2 separate regions of the Rattus norvegicus genome follow, and region 2 is linked to region 1. The links are chromatin contacts, called in public Hi-C maps. All regions are on one chromosome and are shown on one strand. Each heading gives the region's core, a stretch centred on a gene start, on an enhancer-like site or on the middle of the called end of the contact. The rest is flanking DNA. Distances are from core to core; before and after follow the strand shown.

Region 1 (6,130 bases), core at 1,784-4,283:
AATCCCGCCCATCCTTCCTTCTCATCCAATGTCAGGCCTCGTTCTATCCTGTACCTGCCTTCCTGCAAAATGACATCAACCTGCAAAGGGACTATCGATTCTCAGTGGGGACTGAAGGAGTGAGAGCACAGCAGCTAAAGACAGACCCTTGTCACAGAAACTTGGTGACCAGAATTTTACAGAATCCATGTAAAGGTGAATGGAAAGACTTGAATGCACAAAGTCTTCCTCTGATCTCCACAGGTACACCCTGACATGTAAGTTCCAACCCTCGTGAATATGTACATGCACACATCCATGTAATCACACCCCGATAATAATAAATAAAGCTTTGAAAACATTATTGGGGTTGTCCTGAGGCAGAGGTTAGCTATCGCATGTGTAAGCTAACGGGGCACAGGGAAGGAAGGATCAGCAAGTGCTGTCCACCCATCTCATAAACTCATGGGCTCTACCCTTCTCATAAACAGACACGGAGTTAGGGGCGCTGAGGTACAAGCAGTAAGTGACTGGCCTCTAACAAGCTTTGAGATGGTATTTCGGATGGAACAAAGGGTCTGGAAAAGGTCAATTCACTCAGCCAACAGCCATCTAGTCAGCTCCCAGGTACTCAGTTACACCAGATCTCTCCCTTGCACCCCAAATGCCAGGGCCACAGCCTCTTCTGACACAGGACAACTTGGTGGTGTGGACCACGGCATCAGCCAAGAGGCTGCCTGGAAAAAGCCTGCTTCTGTCCCCCCCTCCTCTTGGTTTCCTTTGTCTCTTTCTTTCTGCCTCCTTCCCTTCTTTTTTCTTTTTTCTTTCTCTTTCTTTCTGAAAACAAATGTGTTTTCCTTACTTTTAACCTTAGCGTTTTTAGTTTTACTATTGTAGCTTGCTGTCCATTCGTTTGAGATAGGGTCTACTACCTTGCTCTGGCTATTCCAGAACTCATTCTGTAGACCAGGCTAGTCTCGAACTCACATAGATCCATCTGCCTTGGCCTCCCGAGGACTGGAACTGAAATGTATGCCACCACCACACCCTGCTATAATTTTACATTTTAGATTGTGTGTGTGTGTGTGTGTGTGTGTGTGTGTGTGTGTGTGTGTGTGTAGGTCAGAGGACAAGATGTAAGGGTTATTCTCTCCTTCACTTCAAGTACAAAGGGAAGCTCAAACACAGGCTGACAGGGTTGGTAGCAAATACCTTTACTCACCCAACCATCCTGTCTCTGCTGCCTTTTTTTGTGGGATTTAATTTTACTTCATTGCTTTCACCAAGGTGCCCTTATTTTCAGTGGTTAGTGAAAATTCCATTTTTCAATTCTGTTTGTGTACACGTGTTCACATGTAGCCACAAATGTGTGTCTGTGTGTGCATGTGTGTGCATGCATGCATGCCTGTGTGTGTATGTGTGTGTTTATGTCTGTGTGCATGTGTGCGTGCCTGTGTGTGTGTCTGTGTGTGTGTCTGTGTGCATGCATGAGCACCTGTGTGTGTGTGTGTGTGTGTGTGTGTGTGTGTGTGTGTAAGTCACAGTAGACATCAGGTATCTTCACCCATCATTTTCCACCTTCTATTTTGAGACAGGGTCTCTCACTGAACCCGGAGCTCATGAATTCAGCTAGAGTGGCTGGTTAGTGAGTACCAGGAATGTCCTGTCTCTGCCTTCTCACTCCTGGGACTACAAACACACATATCTACATCTGGCTTTTTACACTGACGCTGGGGATTCAAACATTTTACTAAACAAACCACATCCTCACCACCCTCCTTCACTGCCCCTCAACAAGCAGACCATACACAACACTAATGAGACGACCACTGGTCTGCTATTGGCAAATAGCAAATGACATAAACTTTTGTGTGGAAGAAATTACCTGAAGAAAAAAGTAACAAAGCTAATGTTTCTATGTTCTGCAGTCAGGTTTACATTGAAAATTAGTGAGAAATTCCCCAGAAGGACCTTGTTGGATTTTGATGAAATATTTTATAGAAACATGATAAGACAGTAACAGAGTCCGAACGGATTCGTTGTGAATTCTCTGTCCTCAAGAGTTAATAGCTCCCTTGGTGGAAAATGCAATCACTGTAGTCTGCATCATTTTTCTTGGTCCTCAGAGAATTCAGTAACAGCAAATATCATTAAGGGAGGGGGTGTTCACACCCTTAAATGAATTACAGTGGCTGTGCTCTCTGATCCAATTAGCAAAGCCGTTACCCTCTGAGGTTGCTCAGAAGCCAAAACAAATTGCTAAAACCAAAAACAGGGATTCCCAAAGGCCCCCGGACGGTCTCTGAGTTGAAAATGCAGTTTTTTGTTTTGTTTTGTTTTGTTTTTCCTTCCTGACTTAAGCACCAGGATCCTAACCCCTGATTATTACTTTTTTGTTATATGGCTTTTTTGTTTTCCAATCACCAAACGCTATTCAGGATTTTCCACAGGAAGCAGCCCCTTAGTAACAGGAAGATTTTGTTAAATAAATAAATAAATAAATAAATAAATAAATAAATAAATAAATAAATACTAAAAAGAAGAAGAGCCTCTCCTTTCAGGAAAAAGGAGGATGGGCTGTAGAACAGGAAGCTCTCTCACACTGCACTGCCTGTCTGCAGGCCACGAAAGCAATTTCCCCTAAATCAGCTCCCTTGTTCCCATAAATTAGCAATTAACCCCTTTGGGTGACCACTAGCCCGGCCATTTTCATCTCTTCCTAGTCTTTATCTTCATGACCTATACTGCTGTTAGTTATTTGGTCGTTAATCTTTCACACCACAGCACTGCATGTTCTTGTGGGAATCAGCAGCTCTTCCAGGGCTCACCGGCAGCCCCTGCCACAGCTGGGGTACATCCGAGTCTTGCTTTGTGTTTGGGTTGGTACTGAGGATCTGACCCGGGCTTTGATTCTGCCAGGCAAGCTCTCCTTAGCTGAGCTACCTCCCCAGCGCTAGAATTCATCGTTGAATAGTATCTTCTCTAGCCTGTCAGGTTTTGTGTTAGGGGCAGGGGAGACTGGGATGGGGGAGGGGCGGTGTTCTTCTCCTGTCCTAGAGTTGCCTAGGCTGAGTAGGCAGTGTCACTGCATAAGCACCACTCCTGGGGCCTCTGCTCCCCTGCTGTGAGGGTGTCAGATGTACTACTGCTAAGTGAACATGTGATGTCTTTGTTAGGGGCATCGTGTCCGAGGTTGAACCTGAGTAGTGTCCATTAACCTGTCTTCACAAGACAAGCACTCTACATACGTACCGAACTAAAAGGGACCTCCCTGAAGGTCTCCATGATGTGCAGCCTGAACCGGAGGGACCTCCTTCCTCCGACTTCCAAAGTCAATGACCTGGACTTAGGAACCTGTGTTTCTGGCATGTTCCTAGGGCTAAATGTTTGTTTATTCTAACATCTTCGCCATCCAGGACAGGTTCAGTGTACTGGACCAGAAAATTAAAATACACAGCCAGTGCATGGGGGGGCCTTGTTCTAGCACGCACGCCACTGAGTAGCAAATTTAAAGATCACCTAAATGTGGAGAGGAAATGGGGTTTACCAAAGTAAAACCCCAAATATCAGCGGATGACCCACAAGCCAGTGACAGCCGTGAACTTAGTGTTGCTTCCAAGAGGCTCGGCCTACAGTCCAGGTAACTTAGAGGCGATGACAGTCAGACAAGGGGGGAAAGATCAGGCTGACTTTTCTTTGTGGTTGTTTTGGGACTACTGTTAAGCCAAAGAACACTGTTCCAGTTGTGCAAAGCTGTTCAAAGGCTAAAAGACTTGGTGGAAGTGCTTGGAACACTCCTCGGGCAGGAGGTCGGACTTAGTTGGTAGAGAGTCTGGCTGTCTGGCCGTCTGAATGAAGCAGTCAGCATGGACAAAGCCCTAGGTTCAGTTCCCCACATCACATCTACCCGGCCTCAGTACACACACAGCAAGCTCCACAAGGCATGCTGAGGTAGGAGGATTGTGCACCCAAGGCCAGGTACTAACCATGGTTCTCTGGAGAAAGAAAACCCATAGGGTGAAAATATGCTAAATCAGCATATATTATGAGAGTAACAACAGGTGTCTCACCTAAGAGGCTAAGTGCCCCATAGTTGTTTTGTCCCTAGCAGCTAGAAGTGGTCCCACAGTGGCTTCCTCGTCCTGGAGAGGCCAGTGACCCAGTAGCCTCTCAGTTTACAAGGCCGGAGCCTTGACAGTTCCAATCTGATGCCCTCTGATGCCAAAACTCTGGAAGTTTCCGAGAGCTGTTGGTCTTAGTTCACAGTGGAAGCCTGGACGTGCTGGTGCTGATTACCAGGAAGAACCAGGAAGGAATCAGCCAAAGAAACAACAGGGTAAATTAACTCACTAGAAAGAGGGACACCCAAGCAAACAAAAGGTAATTAATTTTCCTTCTGCCGAGCCTTCCTTTAATCTGCTACACATAGGCTTGGAGTGAGTCTTCCACATCAGTGAAGGCGATCAGGGCAACTCCTCAGGTAATGCTCCCTTCTTGATGATTGTAATGTGTGGCCAAGTTAGTATTAAAACCAACCATCACACTGGACTACATCAAAAAAGAAAGAGGGAGGGGAAGGGAGGGAGGGAGGGAGGGAGGGAGGGAAGGAGGGAGGGAGGGAGACCCTGACTTTATTGGGCATGGTGCCTTCTTGGGATCCTAGAATTTGGAAGGACAAGACAGAAGGATACACACTGAAACTATGTCTTAAAAAAAGGGGAGGGAGGGAAGAAGGCAGTTAATTGGCTAAAGCCAAGAAAAATCAGAGGTGGAGAATGAATAATTGTTTGAGAAGGATTTTAATGCAGGTATCATAAGAATATCTCCACTATCAAGAATAAATTATCCTGAAACAAAAAGTTGAAAATCTTAGTCAAGAAACAGAAGACATTAGGAAACGGAAAATACTGTGACAGAAAGGGGGTCAAAAGTGAAACTCAACAGGGTTGGCGTGGACAGAGAAAGCATAGAAGCTTGAGCCTCTGGCCTTCCTTAGCACTCAGTTCGTGTCACTGAACTGGAAGGGCTCGCTGCAGAAGTATTTGAAGAGATAATATTTGAAAATCCTCTAAGCTAGGTAAATGACTCGAAGGTACAAGAGGAGGAGACAAACTCAGGATGCAGTTAGCCCTAAAAGTCCTGACAAACAACACCAACAGCATCATCCATCGAAAGCTGGCAAAGGGGGTTGGGGATTTAGCTCAGTGGTAGAGCGCTTGCCTAGCAAGTGCAAGGCCCTGGGTTTGGACCCCAGCTCCGAAAAAAAGAAAAAAAAGAAAAAAAAAAGAAAGCTGGCAAAGGGAGATGCAGGTGATACAAAAAATAAAATAACGCCATCACTAAAAGACACCTGAGGAGTGTAAAAGGCAGGCAGGGAGCTGCCGAGATGGCTGGGCCTGGGGCGTAAGAGAACTTGTTCTTATAGAGAGAAGTCTTGGATAAGAGTGGCCCCCGTAGGCTCATTTGTTTGAATGCTTGATTCCCAGTTCGTAGGACTGTTTAGGCCCTAGCTTTACTCGTTAGTATAACCCCAGCCCCAAAATAAAAATAAAAAATAAAAAGCGTCAACACCAAATTCTAGCAAGAACAAAGAGAAACTAGATCATTTACATATTTTGTAAACTTCGAAAAGACCATCAACTGCTGTCTTGATTAAAAACTCCAGCTAGCTGCAACAGGAAACCACAATTAGTTTTCTGCTGATCCTGTCAGCCAGACCAGGAGAAATTAAAGTGAAGGCACCCACCCCCACCCCTTTCCTCAGCCAAGCTGCCGGCAAGTAGACAAGGCTGCTGAAGTATCCAGGAAATACCTCAAAAGAGGAAGACACCAGCTTTTAAAATGTGCAGAGTTCATCTAGGTCATAGGTCATGGGGGAGTGGCCAGCAAAAAAATGGTCACTTCTCCAATTTGATTTGGACAAGACTCTGGGGGTGGGGTTGAGGGTCGGTGAGGACAGCCTTGGGGAACTGCAGCAAATCATCCAAAGGCAGATCCAAGGGAGGATGACCTAAAAGTCCAGCAGGTAGAAGATGCACTGAAAATCAGTCTCCATCAGTCAATTTCCATGAACCAACTGCTACTCTGTAATTTCCCAGGTCTTACAGTAAAAATGTGTGCACACTCTTTGACTCACGACTGTCCTGTATAC
Region 2 (6,130 bases), core at 1,624-4,123, 62 kb after region 1:
ATATAGGTTTTTTCCTACAACAATGTGTGGTAGTTTGAATATGCACGGCCCCCATAGACTCATGTGTTTGAATGCTTAGCGCACAGGGAGTGGCACTATTAGGAGGTGTGGCCTTGTTGGAGGAGGTGTGGCCTTGTTGGAGGAGGTGTGGCCTTGTTGGAGGAGGCGTGGCCTTGTTGGAGGAGGTGTGGCCTTGTTGGAGGAAGTATTCGTGTGTTTGGAGGCGGAGCTTTGAGGTTTCTTGTGTTCAAGCTATGCCTTATGATCTCTCTCTGCCTGTGTACTATGTGGAGGCGTATCTCATGGGCTCAAACATAAATCTAAGGCAATACTTTTAAAAATATTTATTTTATGTGTGTACATGTTTTGCTTACATGTATGTCTGTGAACCATGTGCATCTTGGTAACTATGGTGGCTGGAAAAGGATGTCTGATCCTCTGGGACCGTATAGGTATTAAGAGTCAAATCCAGAACTTCTGGAAGAGCAGCCAGTGTTTTTAATCCCAGAGCCATTTTCCAGGGCTCAGTGTCACACTTTAAATTCATCTTCTTTTTTCGAGACTAGTTTTTATACTCTATCTAGCCTAGGCTGACCTAGAACTCACAGTAATCCTCCTGTCTCAGTTTCCCAAGTACTGGGACTACCGGAGTAAGCTGCCAAACGCACGTATAGATTTCTGTGTATAAAAATGGAAGATCTGAAACCCATTTGGATTAAAGCTCTATTTGAAATTCCAAACGCTGAGTAAGACCAGATAGATTATACCTTTCCATTTGACAAGCACCTGTGGCAAAGATAAAGGGCATTGTCTCTTCTCATATGCCAAGGCTTTTGTCTTATTACCTAATTCTCTTTTCTTTCTTTCATTTCTTCACTCCGGTCTCCATTTCTCCCTCTGTTCGTTCGCTCTTTCTCTCTCTCTCTCTCTCTCTCTTTCTTTCTCTTTCTTTCTTTCTTTCTTTCTTTCTTTCTTTCTTTCTTTCTTTCTTTCTTTCTTTCTTTCTTTCTTTCTTTCTTTCTTTCTTTCTTTCTTTCTTTCTCTTTCGCCCTGCTCTGTCTCCTCAGGTCTGGGATTGCAGGGGCTCCACCAGGCCAGGCTTCCAGCACTTTCCCCTCTCTACAACCTACAATGTTTCCGATTCAGAACACGCATTTATTTTTTTTTTTGGTTCTTTTTTTTTTTTTTCGGAGCTGGGGACCGAACCCAGGGCCTTGCGCTTCTTAGGTAAGCGCTCTACCACTGAGCTAAATCCCCAGCCCAGAACACGCATTTAATAGGAAAGCCCCAAACTCTTACTTCTCAGAAATGCATGTTTATCTATTTGTATGTTCACACAAGCCCTCCTTTTGAGACAGGGTCTCTCTACATAGTCATGGCCGTCCTAAAACTCACTTTGTAGACAAAACTGGCCTTAAACTCAGAAATCTGCCTGCCTCTGCCTCCCAACGCTAGAATTAAAGGCACACATCACCACGCCCAACTCTTCAGAGTATTTATCTGATTATGTCGCCTCCTAAAGTTTGTTCCAAAGCTTTGTTTCAAGCACACCAGGAGGAAGAGCTCGATTACAAGACTTTCTTAAACTCGGCCCAGGTGTAATAACTGTAAACCACACACGAAGGCAAATAGAATTAGGTATCCAGTACGATTTTGTTTCCTGTCCAACATCCCAGGGCAGGTTTTAAGCAAACACAAACCTACTGGAAGAAACAGCCCATGAATGGAGGTAGTGTGAGACTTTTTCCTGCCTCAGAGATACATGCAACTGATTGCTTTGAGGAGGCTAAGAGGCCACACCACTCCTGGGTCAGGCCCTAGTCACCCAGGAGGTCCCCCTTGATCTCTGGGTGCACAGTGAGGGTTCTGGCGCGTTCCTGGTCCGGGGGTCGCAGGCCTTCAGTCTTGAGCAACTAGGACCCGCTCAAGTGGGTTCTTCTTCCTGACTGGGCTCTCTTTTCAGGCTGTCTAGTAAGGAAAACCCTCCGAAACTCTAGATCACTAGGGAACAGCCGAGTACAAACTTCTGACACCGGGGGTTGTCAAGATGGCAAACTCAGACAGAGCTGGCGAGTGTGCCCGGCACTCCCGCGCTCACACTGGGGTGGCGCTGCGTTCCCGGAGACCGCCGTCTTCCCCAGCGCTCGGGCCCGGGGCGGCAGGGACCCCAGCGCGCCGGCTGACTACAGATCCCAGGGTGCCTCTGCCATCTCGCTCCCTCCCAGCGCCGGCCCCGCCTCCCCAGCCCTTGTTGTTTTGGCTGGAAGCGCTCCGGAGGAGTTTCAGAGAAAGTCTGGGCAGAAGCTAGAGGCGACCGATCGTGGGAAGGGGAGGCAGAAAGGCCAGAAGGAGGAGGGCTGGAGCCCGGGCCGCGCCTCCCCGAACCCGCCGCGCGCCCCCGGGGTGGGGGAGGAGCGCAGGGGACGGGACAGAGGGGTCCCTCCCCAGAGCAGAGCCGCCCTGAGCTTCGTCCCTGCGCTGATCCCCGCCCTCATCCGAGGCTGGTGCGCAGACCCACCCTCCCGCCGCGGACCCGCGACCTCCCCGACGCCCGGCGACGCCCCGGTCCTCGCCGCTGGTCCCCGAACTCTGTAGGCGGCTCGGGACCTGCCCCTGAGCCGGCTGCCACCCGGACGCCGCACGCCTTTCCAGGCGCCCTTTTCCGAGCAGAGGGAAGAAGATCGAGCCCCTCTCAGTGTGAAAGCGCCAGCGGGCGGAGCGGAGCGGACACCGCGCACGGGCATTGTGTGTGCGCGTGCAGCGTGGGGTCCGCAGCGGGGAGAGACCGCGGGAGGTCCCGTCCTCAAGGGGCGGAGCGCAGGGCTTCCAGCTCCCGGCTCCCTGTTCGGGCAGAGTCCCAGCCGAGCCCGACCGCTGCCTAGGCGGCGGGACGGTGCGCCTGGCGGCCAGGAGGGTGCACTGAAAGAAGGCCGGAGAGACCTGGTCCCCGCGGTTCCCGATCGGGTTCCTCTTCGGTCCGCGGATCTGCGGGAGAGAGGTTCGATCGCCAGCACAGGGCGCGGGGAGCCGGGCCGCCCCGTCGGGGGAATCTGCGACGTCCTCTGGGCTGCGTGTGCTCGCTGTGCCCGGAGCGCGTCCGCTGTGTCCACCAACCCCTCCGGTGCCTGGTCCTCCAGCCCTCACGGCGTGCACCATGAGCGGCGGCGAAGTGGTTTGCTCGGGATGGCTCCGCAAGTCCCCCCCGGAGAAGAAGTTGAAGCGTTATGTAAGTACAGGTCAGGGCACCGTCGGCCGCGGTGCAGCAGCCTGCGCGCCGGGCAGGCTCTTCCAGGAATCCCGTCCTCCTCTTCCTCGATCCCTCTCTCGGCCGGCGGGCTCCGGACCCGGTGCAGTTCAGTCCCACCCTGACGTCCACTCGGCGGCCAAACTTTCTCTCTCCGTATTGCAGACCGCCTTCCTTGCAGGCCTTGTCTGTTAGAGGAGCCCAGTTTTCCAGCTCAAAGCTGGCTGCATAGTTTAGTTGTTGATTCCATTTAGCAAGGGCGGGGTGAAACGGGGAGACAGAACCTTCTTTTATTATGTATATTAGATTCTCACGATGCTGTTAAATCTCCCTTCACCCGGCTCTCCGTGAGTAGTAGTACTCACAGGTTCTCGATTGGGTCCGCGTCCGCTCTCCTTTGCGTCTCCAGGAGGTGGAGGGAAGTGAACCGTGGACACAAGAAGTGGATAATAAAGGCAAACTTCTCAAAATATTCGCTCAAGGGAAAGGAAAAAAAAAAGTTCTTACGAGCCCTACCGTCTGCTTAGCAGGGTTCACATTTTCGTGGTTTTGCTTTGAGGGACACTGGATTTTGGCCTGAGAACCCTGGCGGTTTGATGCGACAGGAGGGCGCTGGGGGGAGCCTGGTGGCTGGTGTTTGGGCTTCTTAGACGCACTGTCAAGCCCCGCAGGAGGGGACAGCTGAAGCCAACAGGGATTTCTTGGTGTTGGGGATTCTTTTCCCGGGCTCCAGAACGGCTTAACTGGTATTTGCGTAATTGATTCAAGATGCTGATTGTGAGTTGACTGTGTTCACTGGTAGGAAAACTGTATCTTGAAGGAACCTATAATAGTTGAGTGAAAATCTGTATCCTCATCAGGAGTCTGGGATCTTAAGCCCTGCTTCAGATCAGCTAATTTTACCATGTCCCCTGCCAGGAAAGAAATGACACTTTGTCCTGGTATTTGAAGCAAATATTTTTAGGGTAAAAATGTGTTTTTCAAAAGCAAACCGTGTACCCACTTAGGTAGAGCTTACTACCTGTTTTGATGAAACCTGTTTCTGGTGGGAGGGGAGCCTACACCGAGTACCATCTGATTACTCGCTTGCATGAGACAGGACAATATTTATTTTCACGAAGCTCACCAGCGAGTTTCTGGCTTACCTTCTGGTAGAATTTATTACAGTCAAGTAATTTCATTGAAAGATGTGATTTGACAAATTGTCAGAGGTTCCCCAAAGATGTCTCTCCATCTGTCACGCTTTGCCTGGATTTCTCGGTAAAGATGGCCACTTGATTCCAAAAATTCGAGAGTGGCAGTGGTGTCTTCGGGATTAGCTCTGAAGAGACGATTGTGTGTGAAGAGATGAGGGGTGAGGAAATAAAGATACGGCACTATTTAGGAAAGACGTTTTTAGGAATCTTGAGGAAACTAAAGTACAGTATATTTGCTGGAGTGCAGTTCAGGGCACTCGTTCACCTTACTTTATGGCACAGCAGACGTGCTGAGTTCTGTACGAGTTACCAGCCACGAGGTAAGGAGAAAAGCCTTGCAGGAAGAAAAATCGACAGCTAATAAAGGACAAACAAAATAAAAACTGGGCAGGCGGTATATGCCTCCAGCACTCCAGAGACAGAAATGGGAGGCTCCGTGGCCAGACTCGTCTCTGTAGCAAATTCCAGGCTACCTAGGAACATGTCTCAAAAACAAAACACACAAACACAAAAACAAAGTACAGTTGATTATAAAAATATTAATAATAAATACACATGAAGAAATCAACTGTGTGGGAATATATGATTCTATATATTTACATGTCTCATTGTATGACCACAGCAATTTTCTCCCATTCAAGTCCCAATCATTCCAAACCCTGGTAGCTTCTGAATCAGGGAAGAGTGGGTGAATTCAGGGGTTGGGGGTCTGCGAAATGTGAAGCTCAGATTGAGTCATCAAGTCTTTCCAGTATATACTTTCTCTGAATTAGGCGAGAACTCAAGGAAGAAGAACCAATCAGATACACAGTGCCCCAGCCTTTGCTCCTAAGTAGCTTTTAAAGTTTTGGGGAACAACAGAGTCTTAAAGCAAGTGCAGAGAAAGTCAGCCAGAATGCAAAGTGGTTTCTATCTGTGTGTCTGAGTTGAGTGGTGTTGATTTTTATAGATGCCTTCAGGAGAAAACTCAGTCCCTAAATTGTGTTTCAGTAAGCAGGGTGTGGGGGGAAGCCAAGGAATTTCTTGCTTGGTGGAGAACTAGTGGTTTCCTTGCGCGTGTGTGTGTGTGTGTGTGTGCGCGCGCATGCGTGTAGGCATACATGCACATGTGCATTTGTGTTGGCCAGAGGTCAACCTCAGGTATGCCATTCCAGTGAAGCTCGCTGTTCCACCTCGCTCTTCTCAAAGGGTCTCACTGGGATCTGAGGCTTACGGATTAGGGTCAGGGGGCTCGTTAGTGAGATCAGGCATCCTCCTGTCTCCACCTCACCAGTGTTGGGATTATAAAGTGCAGCAGCTTGGTTTGTTTCATGGAGCTGGGGTTGGGCTGAGTTTCTTGTGCTTCTGTGGGAAGCATTTTCTCATGTGAGCCGTGTCTCCAGCTGACTAGTGCTTCTTCACACCTTAGTGGAGTAGATGAGGATGGCCTGGATGGTAGTAGACAGGCGACTGCCAAGAAGATGACGGCGGCCTGCAACTGATGTTTATCTGTCAGGTTTAGTCCCTAGATTTGACATCCTCAGAGTATTGAATCTTTGACCTGGGTATCCATCTGGTTTTGTTTTTTTAAAGGCATGAATACATGCATTTTTTTCTATTCTATTTTTCCTTTTTGGTGAAAATCCTGCAAAGTAGGCCAAAGAATGATTGATAATGGTTTTTATTTTTCAAATTTTTATATTTTTATCTA

Evidence for each region. Hi-C and Micro-C count contacts between places; a contact is called where the count stands out from the background.
Region 2: a Hi-C map of liver shows a contact between it and region 1, with 1.8 times the contacts expected there. The contact joins the promoter of Gab1 here to the enhancer-like site in region 1. A contact is called at or near these places in 7 of 12 Hi-C or Micro-C datasets (the A7r5 cell line, the Rat2 cell line, kidney and 3 more) and 1 of 1 datasets of contacts at active chromatin or transcription factors (oligodendrocytes).

What each region holds. Positions count from the first base shown.
Region 1 is chr19:43,970,743-43,976,872 of GRCr8, forward strand. No RefSeq gene overlaps it. Among named protein-coding and RNA genes, the nearest start is that of Gab1, 62 kb to the right of the region's middle. Within about 2 kb of position 3,034, at least 4 of the 93 cell types and tissues checked have an H3K27ac peak or open chromatin away from gene starts, as enhancers often do. A contact at or near this core is called in liver, where this site is marked.
Region 2 is chr19:44,032,820-44,038,949 of GRCr8, forward strand. Gab1 (GRB2-associated binding protein 1) reads left to right here and starts at 2,874. Exons shown (of 10, transcript NM_001108444.1): 1 at 2,874-3,226. The coding sequence starts at 3,155.